Linked DNA regions of Drosophila melanogaster: regions 1 and 2 are each linked to region 3. Evidence: chromatin contacts called from public Hi-C data. All regions are on one chromosome and are shown on one strand. The core of a region is the stretch at or near the end of the contact, and the rest is flanking DNA. Distances in the headings are between cores, read along the strand shown.

Region 1 (3,927 bases), core at 807-3,306, 320 kb after region 3:
TACGATTGAGTATCGGAGAACGTACATATATGAGTATCTCTTTATTTGGTTTAAACCCCTTTTAGGCATTTAGGCATACTTTCGGCAACGTTTGGTTTGGCAAGCACACAATTGATTAATCGGACAAGAGTTAATTACGATGATAATGATAAACATGACTATTTTTGCATACGCAAGAACATCTACCATAGCCATAGCCCGTATATAAGCACACACGATATATAAGTATCTATGTAATCCCAGTTCCCCCAATAGACTTTGATGTTCCCACACGTATCGAAACTTAACGAATTACTTTCGGAATAGGATGTAATATAAGCAGTGGCAAGAGTTAGCGGCTAAATCTCCTGGATATTGTGTATCTTTGTACGATCTGGATCAGCGTCCAAGTCCACGTCCAAAACTCAACATTTTCTATAAACTTTAGTGCAAACTTTATGTTCAAATTAACTTTAAATGTCGAAATGAATGTTCTAATTAATCGAAGAAAACAAAAAACATAAAAACTTAAAAACGGAAAACCGAAACGAACAAAAAGTATTTTATAAAAACATTGAAAAGTAACCCAACCTGAAAGTCTTCTCATTGCTTACCAAACCGTTGTCTTGAATCTTGATTCTTGATTTTGCATTGCGGTTTGGCTTAGTGTTTATTGGGCATATCTTAGTGGAAACTGGAAACTGGAGACTATCCTTGCAGCATGCATCTCTCAAAGCACAAGAGGCACGGCCTCTGCCACCGGCTGGTTGATCTCCTGGTGGCGTTGCAGTAATCCCAAGCACTGGTGCAGGCACTGGGTGCTGGCCGTGGAGATCGCCTTGAGCAAAAGAAGATCGGGATCCGTTGGCGAGAAGGAAGCGCAGTCGATGCTCTCGATGGCCCTGGCCAGAGAAGCGTTGCTGGAAGGGTTTGGGGATAGATTTATAGATTGCAGGAGGTAATGCGGCGTTAGCTACGAATCACTGTGCAGTTACCATTGTTCCGTGAGAAACAGAGCTTGGCGCGCTGAAACCATGGCATCGGAGGCGGCAAGCAATTCCCGCGGAGGAAGCGGCGACGAGTTGCTGATGTCCATCGCCTTCATGTGACTCTCGACCACCGCCCGCAGGCCATCCACCCACTCCTGACGGGCCCTGGCATCGTTGGCCCTCAGCTTTACCGTATCGCCGGAGGCGCAGGCGATGGCGAACGTCCTAGAGTCCTCGTCACTCGGGTACACCACTGCGCCGGCCAGCTGCACCTGGCCCCTGGGAGCACTGGCCAGGACGTGGGGCGAGGGCGCGATGTCGTCGCCCACCGTCGACGAGTCGCACAGGTAGTAGCTCAGCGATCCTGTCTTGGCGTCCACCGTAAACCAACGGTACTGCCATCCTGCAAAGTGGATGCTGCGATTAGGGAAGCGGTTCTAGCGGGGATTCTATGGGATGGAGAGCTTGAAGGTGCTGCTCCAAAGGTGAAAGTTTGCTCACCCTTCATCACATTGGTGTATTTGCTGAGCTGACCGCAGAGTTTCAGTTTGGCCGATTCACGAATGATCCTGTTCAAGTTGCTCTCCATTTTGGCGGCGGCGTCCTTGGGATCGGGGCGCACTGGGGGCGTGGCCTGCCGTGGGCGGTGCTTCTTCTTGCGCTGGCGAAGCGAGTTCTTGATTTTGCGTAAAATGTTTGCAGGTATATTAATTTGATTCGGGTTTATTTGGTAAAACTCGGCAGAAACGGAAGCTAATGAACAACAGACAGTGTTGTATCAGCGAGCTTATGCTAGCAGGCGAGCATCGATAGTAGTACAATCGATGCCTGTTATCGTAGATAGTTGGTATTTTTACATATTATTTAAAAAAAGTCAAAATATTTAATATTTAATCATAGGTATCATTTTGAGATAATCATGAGCGTAACTATGTAGACTTTTTTAAGAAAAACTCTACTCAATTGCGATGCCTTATGACTATCGATTATTAACACCTATCGAGGCACGCAATCGGTGTGCTCGATTAAAAAAGGCTGAAAATTCAGTTTGTAAGCCGTTTCGGCATCTGGTCACACTTGTCGTTTCGCAAAATCCAATTTGTTTAAACAAAACAGAGAGCGCCCGTTCGTAAAATCGCGGTTTCTTGAAAAATGAAAATTTTAGCTTAGCCCGCGTCAAGTCGCGAACTGCGTGCAACGGTAACTTGGGTGATTTTACCGGTGGGAAAGCGTGTGAAAAACAAAAGCAGCGCGAGTGAAAAAAATCAATTTGGTGGCACAAGCAGTGGCAAGAAGAAGAGCCAAGACGCAAGAGAACTGCTTGCGGATGATGTGATGATACAGATATACATAGCATATACATATGTATATACAGGCTATATATACGTCTGGAGTTTGTGTTCAAATTGAGGCAATTAAAACATAGCGGATTTTCGCCCGTTCGCAGTGGCGAATGTTGTGTTGAGTGTGTATATTTCCAAATAATGTTTCAACTTGTGTGCCTGCCTGCGCGAGTTCTATTTGATGTTTTTATGCTGCGTGTGATTTATGACATTTAACGGGAGTACATATGTATACATGTGTGCACATGCCACATACACATACGCATATGTATGCACCCCCATGCGAGTGTGTGTGTTTGCCCGTCTGTTTGTATCTCCCTCTCACTCCCACACGCACGAAAGTGCGAGGGTGACTGAAGAAAAAAACTCCACTCCTTGCATCTAAAAATAGGAAAACTACACAAATTGTGTGCAAATTATGTGTAGCATTTAGAAAACCAAGTGAAATACCCATTGCTAATCTGCATCTCTGCTTCCCCACTCATTTTCCACCCACACACACACACGCACACACGGGCAAACACACGAAAACCGCAACAACACAAACACAACAGCAAAAGAGTGACCATGAAAATGCCAGCGAGAAATTTGCGAAAATCAATGAGCAAAAGCAGCGGTTCATAATAATAACTAATAACAGAGCCAAAACAAGTGAAATTCGAGGCTGGAATTCGTTATGCTGCAGTGCCCATCGTCGGATTAAAAAACGGGCGGAGACCCCCCAGTTTAACCCCTCCAGTGATTAACCCCCGGCCGCTTTAACCACCCCTCCCCCTTCCCCTGCCGACGGCATGGACGGCCAGCGGGCCAGGGATCTCCTGACCCTCCTCCAGGAACGGGTCGTCTTCCTCACGGGCGGACGGGACCGGCGCGGCGGACCGCTCCTCTGCTTCCCGGCCACGCCCCGTCGCGATCGCCTCAAGCCGGAGGATCTGCGGCGTCTCCTCAGCTACCTGATCAGCATTCCCAGGTGAGGATGTAGTTGCTACTACCACATAGGAATAGCCATTTAGTTAGTTAGGTTCTATTGACATCCAATTGGATCTGGGCAAAGGTCGTCCATCTCAAAATTGTCTATGTTATAACTATATTTATGTTATCTATGTATTACGAAAGCACACGTAGAAGTATAAATATATTAAAATACAGCAAGATAAATAATTATGAACATATTGCCGAGAAAAAAAAGAGTGCAGCTAATTCTTAATCTATGCCTGCACTTTATTACGTTAAGTTATTGTTTGATAAGCACTAGCCATGATAATAATTTAAAATTGCAATAATATGATAACACTCAGCAAAGTAAAGAGGACCATTTTCATATTTTGTACATTTAAATATGTTGCTTTTCTAGATTTCATCACAAACTAATTGGCTTAATTCGTAGCATAGACATTTACATTTTTATAGACTTTTTGATTTACGAGCTATAAATAAAGCATAGAAAATTCTTGGAACTTATAATGACTCACCCAAATCATCTTGCACCTAATTAAATTTTACACTTTTCATCTTGACATATACATTCTATATATGTATATTTGATCAACTTTTCTTTAAAAACGTCCAGCTTAGTTAAGTGCACTCAAAGTGGATTGCATGACTGCCAGCTTTAG
Region 2 (4,188 bases), core at 379-2,878, 400 kb before region 3:
GAGCAGCGTCATTTGTTCCACAACTTGGCGGGAACCGTAGTAGCCCTGGCCGAAGCTAGAGGCCGAAGTGTGGCCGCCACGCCAGTCAATCCGGTTGATTATGTTGTGCTCCCTTTGCAACAGCTCCTGATCGTAGTTCCAAGTGTATTTGGGCTTGCACTTGCACATCACCTGATTAACGGCGTAGTCTACTTTCTCGCGGTCAGCGGGGTTGATGTCCTCGTTAAACTCCACCTCGTCCTGCAAGTTCTCAACCTGTTAGCAAGGATTTATAAGAAGCTCAACTTATCCCTAAAAGCTTAATTTTGTAACCTCATGATCTACCCTTCTTACCATCACTTAAGGCTTAACAACTTACCTCTGTGGTTGTTTCATCTTCACTGGAAAGAGAATAGGGTCCCATGTCGTCGTTGGAGGAACTGTCGTCAGCGGACTCGGCTATATGCGGTTCAGGCGCATCATCGCTGTACTCTTCTGCGTGCTCGGTCCCCTCCTCCAGCTCATGTTCTTCTGAATCGCTTGTGTCCGAGTAGGAGCCCACTAGCTCTATGCTGATACGGCGATAGGAGCGCGTGGGTGGTATGTTGCGTGGATTGAAGCGGGGTGAACTGACCGCTTCGGAAGCTTCAATTGGCGTCGGTGAAGTAGGTGGATAGTCTTCGCTGTCGCTAGGCTCGATGACACCGGTGGAAGCATCTGGCTCATCAGAAGCCAGCACGGTGGAGGCTGCTTCCGGGGATAATTGATGCGCTAAATTGGAGGAGCCTGCCTGTTCTATTTCCGGCAGCTCCTCAGGTCCAACTTTATTAGCAAGATGCTCCTCGGACTGCTCGCTCTCATCCTGGAGCTGGTTTTCCTTGCCCTCCATATCGCTCTCTCCGTTATTGTTGTGAGTGACAATTGTGTCGAAGTTAATTAAAGGCTGGCTTTCGGCGACAGTGTTCTCCTCACTGGTTCCCCACGGGCGAAAAATCAATGGATTATCCAAGCCGCAGAGCATGCTCAACCCAAGACACAACACTTACCCAATCTGCGCCGCGTCTTCAGGCTCGCCATCGTTCTGGGAATCTGTGTTTCGCTTTTGGCGCTTGCAGGCGGATGCCGCTCCGCTCGCCACGGAATCCTCCACGTCCATCGCCGGTGGAGCACGTCTACAATCTCAGATCAGAATCTGCCTTCTTTCCCGCCCCGCTGGACTTTCCCTAATTTCCCGATTTTACGTTGTTTACGTCCAACTAGCAGAGATGGCACTTGCCTCACGCGCAAAAGCCCGATTGACCGATAGCTTTGGCGCGACTTATCGGCCAGTTTGAAAGTCTGTGGATGGAGTATAATCCTGCTTACGCCTAAGATGTGTGGCTTCAGCCTTTAAATACGATCAGTGACTTCCCTCCCACACGAGGCTTGGTGAACTGTAGAAATGCCTTGCTTTCAATATAAACGAAAGAAGAAAACAAACTCAAGGCATAGTAGATGTGCATTTTCTAGATTCTAGTAGGGAAGTTGGAAACTCTTTTTCTTAGAGAAACTCGTATATAGAGTATCCAAATAAGCAAGAAATTGCACCCCCATATTTGATTATACTATATTTAATGTATACTCTTAAATTATAGTTATAAATATATTTATTTTCAACAAGCATGGCAGGTCTCTTCAATGGTATTCACACTTAGCAAGCCATCTCTTCGAACCTTTTTAGTTCGTTGTTCTTCTCTGTTGGCTTTATGCTGAGCACGACTACTTCCCCGCTCCAACACCTTGGCATTTCGCCTCTTGGATGACTTCGCTGAGAGTGGCATGTGGTTGGGCCGGTGGATCGGGTTCGGCTTGAGTGGCTCCACAGAGCTGCGACGGAGCCGATTATATACGCATGAGACCGAAGACGGAGAGACGAGTTCAGTTATAAGCGAGCTGGCTTCGAGGGCGGTGCTAAGAGTTTCGTGGTCGCTAAAGCGGAAAAACAACTCCAGATCGGGTAATGAAATGAAACATGGTGCGGAGAGCCAGCGATATGAACTCGATACGCTGGGCACGTTGACGGTTCCACATATGTGCCCTATGTGCAGCTACTTACCAGGGAGCACAGTGAATGTACTTGTTTTTATGTCACCCGATGGTTTCTTAGCTCGTCTGTGAGTGTGCCTGTGTGCTGGTTAAGTGGCTTCCCACTTCCTCTGCTGCGCATGCGCAGCCGCCAAGTGCGAAAATGGCCAGCAATCCATCTGAGAGCCCATCTCCGCCCCAAGTGATGTTTGTTCTCGGGTTCGCGGCCTGGATTTTTTCCTCTACTTTTCGATTTCGATTTCGTACCCGCGTTTTTTCGACTCGCCTCTAATCTCGTGATGAACGGCGAATTCCGGTTTGCCAGGGGCAAGCTGAGCAGCAAAATCCAATAAAAAAAATAAATATGCATAAGTTTGGGGGAAAAAGGCGGAAAGTGAAACCGCTCTGAGCTTGGTTTTCCGCCCATTCCTCGGTGCGCACTTCCTATTTTCCAGGTCTCGCCACATTACCAAATCTTAAGTGCCTATTCATGCCGATTGTTATCAGACCCGAGATATCAAGGCTAACTTGTTTCGCCTCCGAAAAGATAATAAGTTACGCTCTGGAGCTGCGGGCAGCATGATTCACGGTTCTGGACGATGCAACAAGATTCGCTGGTCAGCTTCTTAAGGTCGCACTGGCGAAAGTTGAGAATCAGGTTGGACTACCCACTCGAATATGACTTGAACTGGAGGGAACAAAGCAGATTCTTTGATTACATTCGTCTTGATTTCGATTTCTGAAGTAAACGATCTGTGTGACTCACTATGCATAGTTCTTCCACAAATGTTGAAAAACTTTAACGTTTCGTTTAGCAAAACAAATGGTGCAGTGTAGTTTGTTTAGCCTCTAGAATACAAATCGATTATTATTATAAACCCAAACAACTAACGATTAGTTTGATGCACAAAAGGTGAACAAATACCTATAAATAATAAACTGCAGCTACCTTTTAGACCCAGACATTGACTTTGGAATGCCTGGCACTTTTCTGACTACATGGGTCGCTTCTTGTGCCTTTCACTTTTCCCGTTCAATTAAGACGCCAATTGAGCTGAATTGAAATTATAAATTGTCACAACAAAGTTGCACGCAAAGCACTTAACTCGATTCTTCATTCTCCATTCTCCATTCTCGATTCCGGTTCGTCTTCACCAGAAAACCAATCCGCAACAGATGACGCTGAGGAGCAGACTTAGTGGGGAAGCACCGCAGCTGTGGCTGCTCCTCCTCCTGGCCTCCACTGCGAGCAGCTTGTGGGCTTCGGTGGCCGCCAGGACAGGTGAGTCTTACGCTCGGCTTAACCACAAAGGGGTGGCTCACCGCTGATTGTCCTACGTTTTCTATTCGCAGGACCCCTGCACGACAAGGTGGTGGTTTGCTACGTTTCCACATGGGCTGTTTACCGGCCGGAGCAGGGTGCCTATGCCATCGAGAACTTCGACCCCAATTTGTGCACCCATGTGGTGTACGCCTTTGCCGGCCTGGACATCACCCAGGCAGCCATCAAGTCGTTGGGTGAGTTTCCGGTTCGATTTATGGCCATATGCAAATTTAAAACATTGCTGATTGCAGATCCCTGGCAGGACCTAAAGGAGGAGTACGGCAAGGGTGGCTACGAGAAAATGACGGGTCTGAAGCGCAGCCATCCGCATCTGAAGGTCAGCCTGGCCATCGGCGGCTGGAACGAGGGATCGGCCAACTACTCCACCCTGGTGGCCAACAATCTGCTGCGCGGCAGGTTCGTCAAGCAGGTGTCCAGTTTCATACGCAAGTACAACTTCGACGGGCTGGATCTCGACTGGGAGTATCCCACGCAGCGGAAGGGCAAGCCCGCGGATCGCGAGAACTTCGTTCTGCTGACCAAGGAGCTGCGCGAGGAGTTCGACGAGCACGGCCTGCTGCTGACCTCCGCCATCGGAGCCTCCAAGAAGGTGATCGACGAGGCCTATGACGTGCGGCAGATCTCGCGTTACTTGGACTACCTGCACATCATGTGCTACGACTACCACGGCAGCTGGGACCGCCGAGTTGGTTACAATGCTCCGCTCACGGCGCCCGCGGATGATCCGCTGAGTGTGGTAAGTGCACCTGGGTACCAATTCCTGGAATAAATGCCCGATACCCTATACCCTAGATTACGTA
Region 3 (4,340 bases), core at 216-2,715:
GAAAATGTTCCGACGCGTTGCTACAACCAGATATACCGACAATATTCGATAAAGACAAATTAAAATACATCACATATCAAATATATAACAATTTGATTGTGACATTTCATAGATATAAGGGAATCTGCCTTTATTCTCTGAAAAGAAGAGTTATTTTCATTTTTTGCAGTATACTTTAGTGCGCACTTGTTATTATCAGATTTTCAGAAATAGGTGGCGCTAGCGTCGCTTGGCCATCTACAAAAGAATTTAGCTCCTGTTTGGAAATACTGCTGTCATATTCTGACGGATTATGGCTATTATTGCCCTATTAGAGCTCGATGTTAATAAAAATTACAGTTATTTTAAAGATGGCTGCCTGAGCGAATGCACCCAGTAAGAAACTAGAGATGGGCGATCGCATAGTTATTTTGGCCGTGACACGAGAATAACAAGTCTGACACGAAATATTTATTCATACCTTATTGTTTTTCCAAATCACACTGCAAGTGATCTCGCACGTACGCAGCTCTAAAGAGTTTTTTTTTATTAATAGTGAAATGTATTATTTTACGTCTTTAGTTTCGATTTGTCTACGAAAGAAAGGGGTGTTTGAGCCATGAAAATATCGCCATAGGGATTGGTGGGTTTTTGGCTTTCGCGGTCGAATTCGGAGCCAATGGCCCACAGCGACTCCAGATCGTATTCCTCGCGAGCACTCGGTGAAAATATGTGCAGGGCAATGTTGCCTAAAAGGAAACGGAACGTGTTAGAGCGGAGAAACCGGAATATGCATTTATTTCAATACCCACCCAAGTCCATGGCCATCCAATCCCGGCTCTTATCGCCCTCGATGCGCGGCAATATGTCACCCTTGCCCCGCTTGATCTTGAACATTCGGCGCACGAACTCCGCGGTGGACAGCATGTGTCGGTAACTGCGACCACTGCAAACCACCAGGTGGTCAACGTACTTCAGGTTCTCCGGCACGTAGCAGACGAATATGTCGTCCACATTCTCCTTGCGGAGCAGCTCCACCAAGTCCTCAACGTCGAACACTCCGCGAACACCTCCTGCAAAGGGAAACAAAGGCTTAAATTTCTGCTCTCCCTGGACGATTGCCAACCTACGCTTTAAATTGAGGCCGTAATAGTGATCCAGCTCCAGGTCCGGCTCTGGAAGTTGCTGCTCCTGGTGGCGTGCCTCTTCCACATCAAAAATCTCCGTGGCTTCCTCATCGCGGAATATTTTGTACTTGTCTTGCACGCCGGCAACCAAAGTCTTTTCGGGATTGCCTTCGATTTCCTGGCCCTTCGCTGCCTGTTGTGGCGGCTTGGAGAACTCGTGGTGGAAGCAACGCAGGACAGGCACACTCAGGCGCCTGTCGTGCACTAGGCGGAACACGCGGGTCAGCATTTTGCTTTGGCTTCTTTCTGTTGTTATTAATAAATTGGGTAACAGTTGTTGATTCGATACTTTTGGTATTACTCGATAACACTGGTCAACGATGAGCGATTGTAATATCGGTATTTTAAAGTATTTGAACCCAATTTTCTTATCAGAATTTTTCTATTTTACTTTTAAAATATTTTATTTTATTTTTTTTATTTTATTTTTATTTAAAATATTTTATTTCAATTGTTTTTATATTGTTATGTCTTTAGTTAAGTATTTAATTTTATATAAATTATAGAAAACTTATCCCGAATGTTATATTATGTTTCAGTAAAGTTCTAATTTCTGCGCAAGCACTTTAGTTTCAGTATGTGTTCTATTGCTCTACAGCGCCTGGTCACATTATTTGATGGTGAAAATATCGATAGACGTAACTAATATTTCAGAATAATAATGTCGCAGATACAATATATTGTGTTTGGCTTGCATTTGTAAATAGGAATCACCATAAGAGAATATAATATGTAATGCGATCAATATAGTGATGTACAATCGAACTATCACTCGGTATCGCACTGCAAATACCGATAGTATTTCGCAAGCTCAAATATTCGATACATCGACACTGTCGTGAGTTGTCCAGCTCTAGTTCTCCTCTGAAATTAACCAGCCGCCTGATAACCAAATTAAAAGTTATTAAATCGGAACAAATCGCAGCAAAGTGTGCACAATGAGCGAGCAGAAAACGAGTGGGAGTGGGTCGGCGGCCGCTGCCCGTCTGCAAATCGAGGCGGAGTACAAGGACAAGGGGCCGCAATGGCATCGCTTCTACAAGGTAATTGGCAACAACAACTGCGACTGCACTGAAAACTGGTTACAAACTGGACGAATGATTGTGGCACAGTTCGATTCGCCAAGGATTCGCAACGGATGCGGAGTATACACCTTTCCACAGCTCCTTGGCGCTCCGATTTCCACGAAAATGTGATGAGTGCGCAAAAGGCTTCTGCAGATGCCTCCACCACCAACACCAGTGCAGCGGCGAGCTTTACGTGTGTGCGTGTGTATTGTGTGTCAGTGCTGTTGTTGTTGCAGTTGTTGCTTTAACAGCCAGGCTTTGGCCAAAAACAAAAACCCATGGAAAAGAATGTACAAACAGAATAGCACCAACACACATACACGCACACCTGCTGCACTTTACTTTGCATTCTCCATCGAACGCGTGTGTGTGTGAGTTCGTGCGTGTGTATTGGCCTGTATTTGGCATATTTATGCTTGTTATTCTGCCATACCTTTCCCCAAAAACGCTTTCCTTTGACTATCAATAGAGCGCTTGAGCTATTCCGCGAATTCTCGTTTGGCCAAATCAAATTGGAGGCGATTTCTGGGAAGCTCGTTGTGTTTGTGATTGCCGTCCCCCAAAAACAAAATACAATTCGTGGAGGGGTGACAGTGCTCTCCACTGAAGAACTCCTCTAACGCGCGCACACACACACACACCCGCTCGCGTTGAGCAGGAGAGAGAGGCTCACGCACACAGGGGCACAAAGGGCATGCGTCTGGTTTTTTGAGTCTCGCTTTGGGCTGCTTCTGGTTGCCTGTCGGAATTGGAGTCGGAATCCTCTCCTTGCCCCTTCTTCTCTCCTCCTCCACCTCCACTCGTTCTTTATAGCCAGTTCCGGCGAACTGTCTTCAGCTGCTACTCCTCCTCCTCTGTTCCTCTGTGCCTCTTTCAGCGCTTCCACTCACTTGAATTGGGATTTCACGGAATTCCACTCCGCAGTTAGGATGACACAGTATATGGTCGTGTGTAGAAATATCTCGTTTCTGGACCCGCTCCTCGGCATCCTCGTTCGTCATCCTTTGTGCTCGCGTCGAGGATAATCTAATTTTCCAGCTAACTGGAAGGCAGCCCGCAATTGTGCGTCGAAACTGACTGGAAAATAGCTACCAGCCATTTCCACTGAAATACAGTGCAACTTGACTAAGACGATCTTGTTAGGCCAAAGTGAGATTTCAATAAACTTTCTTTAATCATATTTTCTCATTAAATCATAAATAGTTTTCAGCTTGATAATATTACTTTCGTGAAATTCATCTAAATTCGCTGAATTTTATATGTTCCATAGCATGTAAACGTTGACTCATTTTTGTTGCAATGAAAAACAACTATGATCAATGTGAAAACATCACATTTTTCGATGATTACTTTATGAATAAGACCGACCTACCCCAATTTTTACTTTAATAACATTTAGCTGTGCATGCTACTACATTTCTGAAGAAAATTATAATCCATTATAGGCACTTATCTGTCTTTATTATAGAAATTCCAAAACACATTCTTCTAAGAATTAATAAATCGCAAATATGTGTGAACATAAACGGTACAACTAATTTTGTGGTTATCATTAAAACTTCCAATTTATTTGACATTTGCCATATGATAGCCCATCATAGGGGATTTGGACTGTAGCCAAAAACGCAGTGACGCATTCGGACCGTATTGTTTTGCTATGCTTTGCTTTATGTTTAATCATTTCCATTGAACGAAGTGCGTTACACTGGGTCTTCTCAACTCGCCGCCCCTCCCCGCCTATCAGCTCATACCTAGCGCCTTCTCGATCCATCCGTTCCATCAACATCCCACCCAACCCACTCCGTCCCATTATGACAACCTCCGTGGACTGTGACGAAGCTCCTCCACAGCTATACCCTGCCAGAGGGTGTTATAGTCCTTACCAGTCGTTGGTATCAACAGGTGACCGTCTTCTTTTTCGTTTCTCTGGAAACAGTCAAGCCAGATTTTATGAAATATGAAACTTGTTAACTCGCATAGTGTGTGTGAAAGGGTATGTCAAATTCGTATTGGCCAAGAAGTCTTTATCCATCGTTGCAATTGTGCTCTGCGTGCATGCAATGTTTTTGTTACTGTTTCTCGATTTCCTTCGAGCGTTGCAAGGTAA

The links. Hi-C and Micro-C count contacts between places; a contact is called where the count stands out from the background.
Region 1: a Hi-C map of the Kc167 cell line shows a contact between it and region 3, with 2.3 times the contacts expected there.
Region 2: a Hi-C map of the Kc167 cell line shows a contact between it and region 3, with 2.2 times the contacts expected there. A contact is called at or near these places in 4 of 107 Hi-C or Micro-C datasets (the Kc167 cell line, eye imaginal disc and wing imaginal disc).

The regions. Positions count from the first base shown.
Region 1 is chr3L:1,033,004-1,036,930 of dm6, reverse strand. It overlaps trio (trio,), which reads left to right and starts at 2,056. Exons shown (of 17, transcript NM_167847.2): 1 at 2,056-2,433; 2 at 2,866-3,281. The coding sequence starts at 3,103. It overlaps CG9205, which reads right to left and starts at 2,234. Exons shown (of 4, transcript NM_138231.2): 1 at 2,046-2,234; 2 at 1,470-1,721; 3 at 975-1,371; 4 at 633-899. The coding sequence starts at 1,557. The coding sequence ends at 710. bab1 (bric a brac 1) reads left to right here. Exons shown (of 4, transcript NM_167852.2): 4 at 1-562.
Region 2 is chr3L:1,753,374-1,757,561 of dm6, reverse strand. It overlaps Cht2 (Chitinase 2), which reads left to right and starts at 1,628. Exons shown (of 5, transcript NM_001274353.1): 1 at 1,628-1,975; 2 at 3,202-3,325; 3 at 3,397-3,561; 4 at 3,619-4,124. The coding sequence starts at 3,220. CG8001 reads right to left here and starts at 1,403. Exons shown (of 6, transcript NM_139400.2): 1 at 1,026-1,403; 2 at 359-950; 3 at 1-255. The coding sequence starts at 1,135.
Region 3 is chr3L:1,348,241-1,352,580 of dm6, reverse strand. It overlaps CG9166, which reads right to left and starts at 1,465. Exons shown (of 3, transcript NM_138261.3): 1 at 1,110-1,465; 2 at 792-1,052; 3 at 1-728. The coding sequence starts at 1,395. The coding sequence ends at 550. The region is part of intron 3 of Ptp61F (Protein tyrosine phosphatase 61F); the gene reads left to right.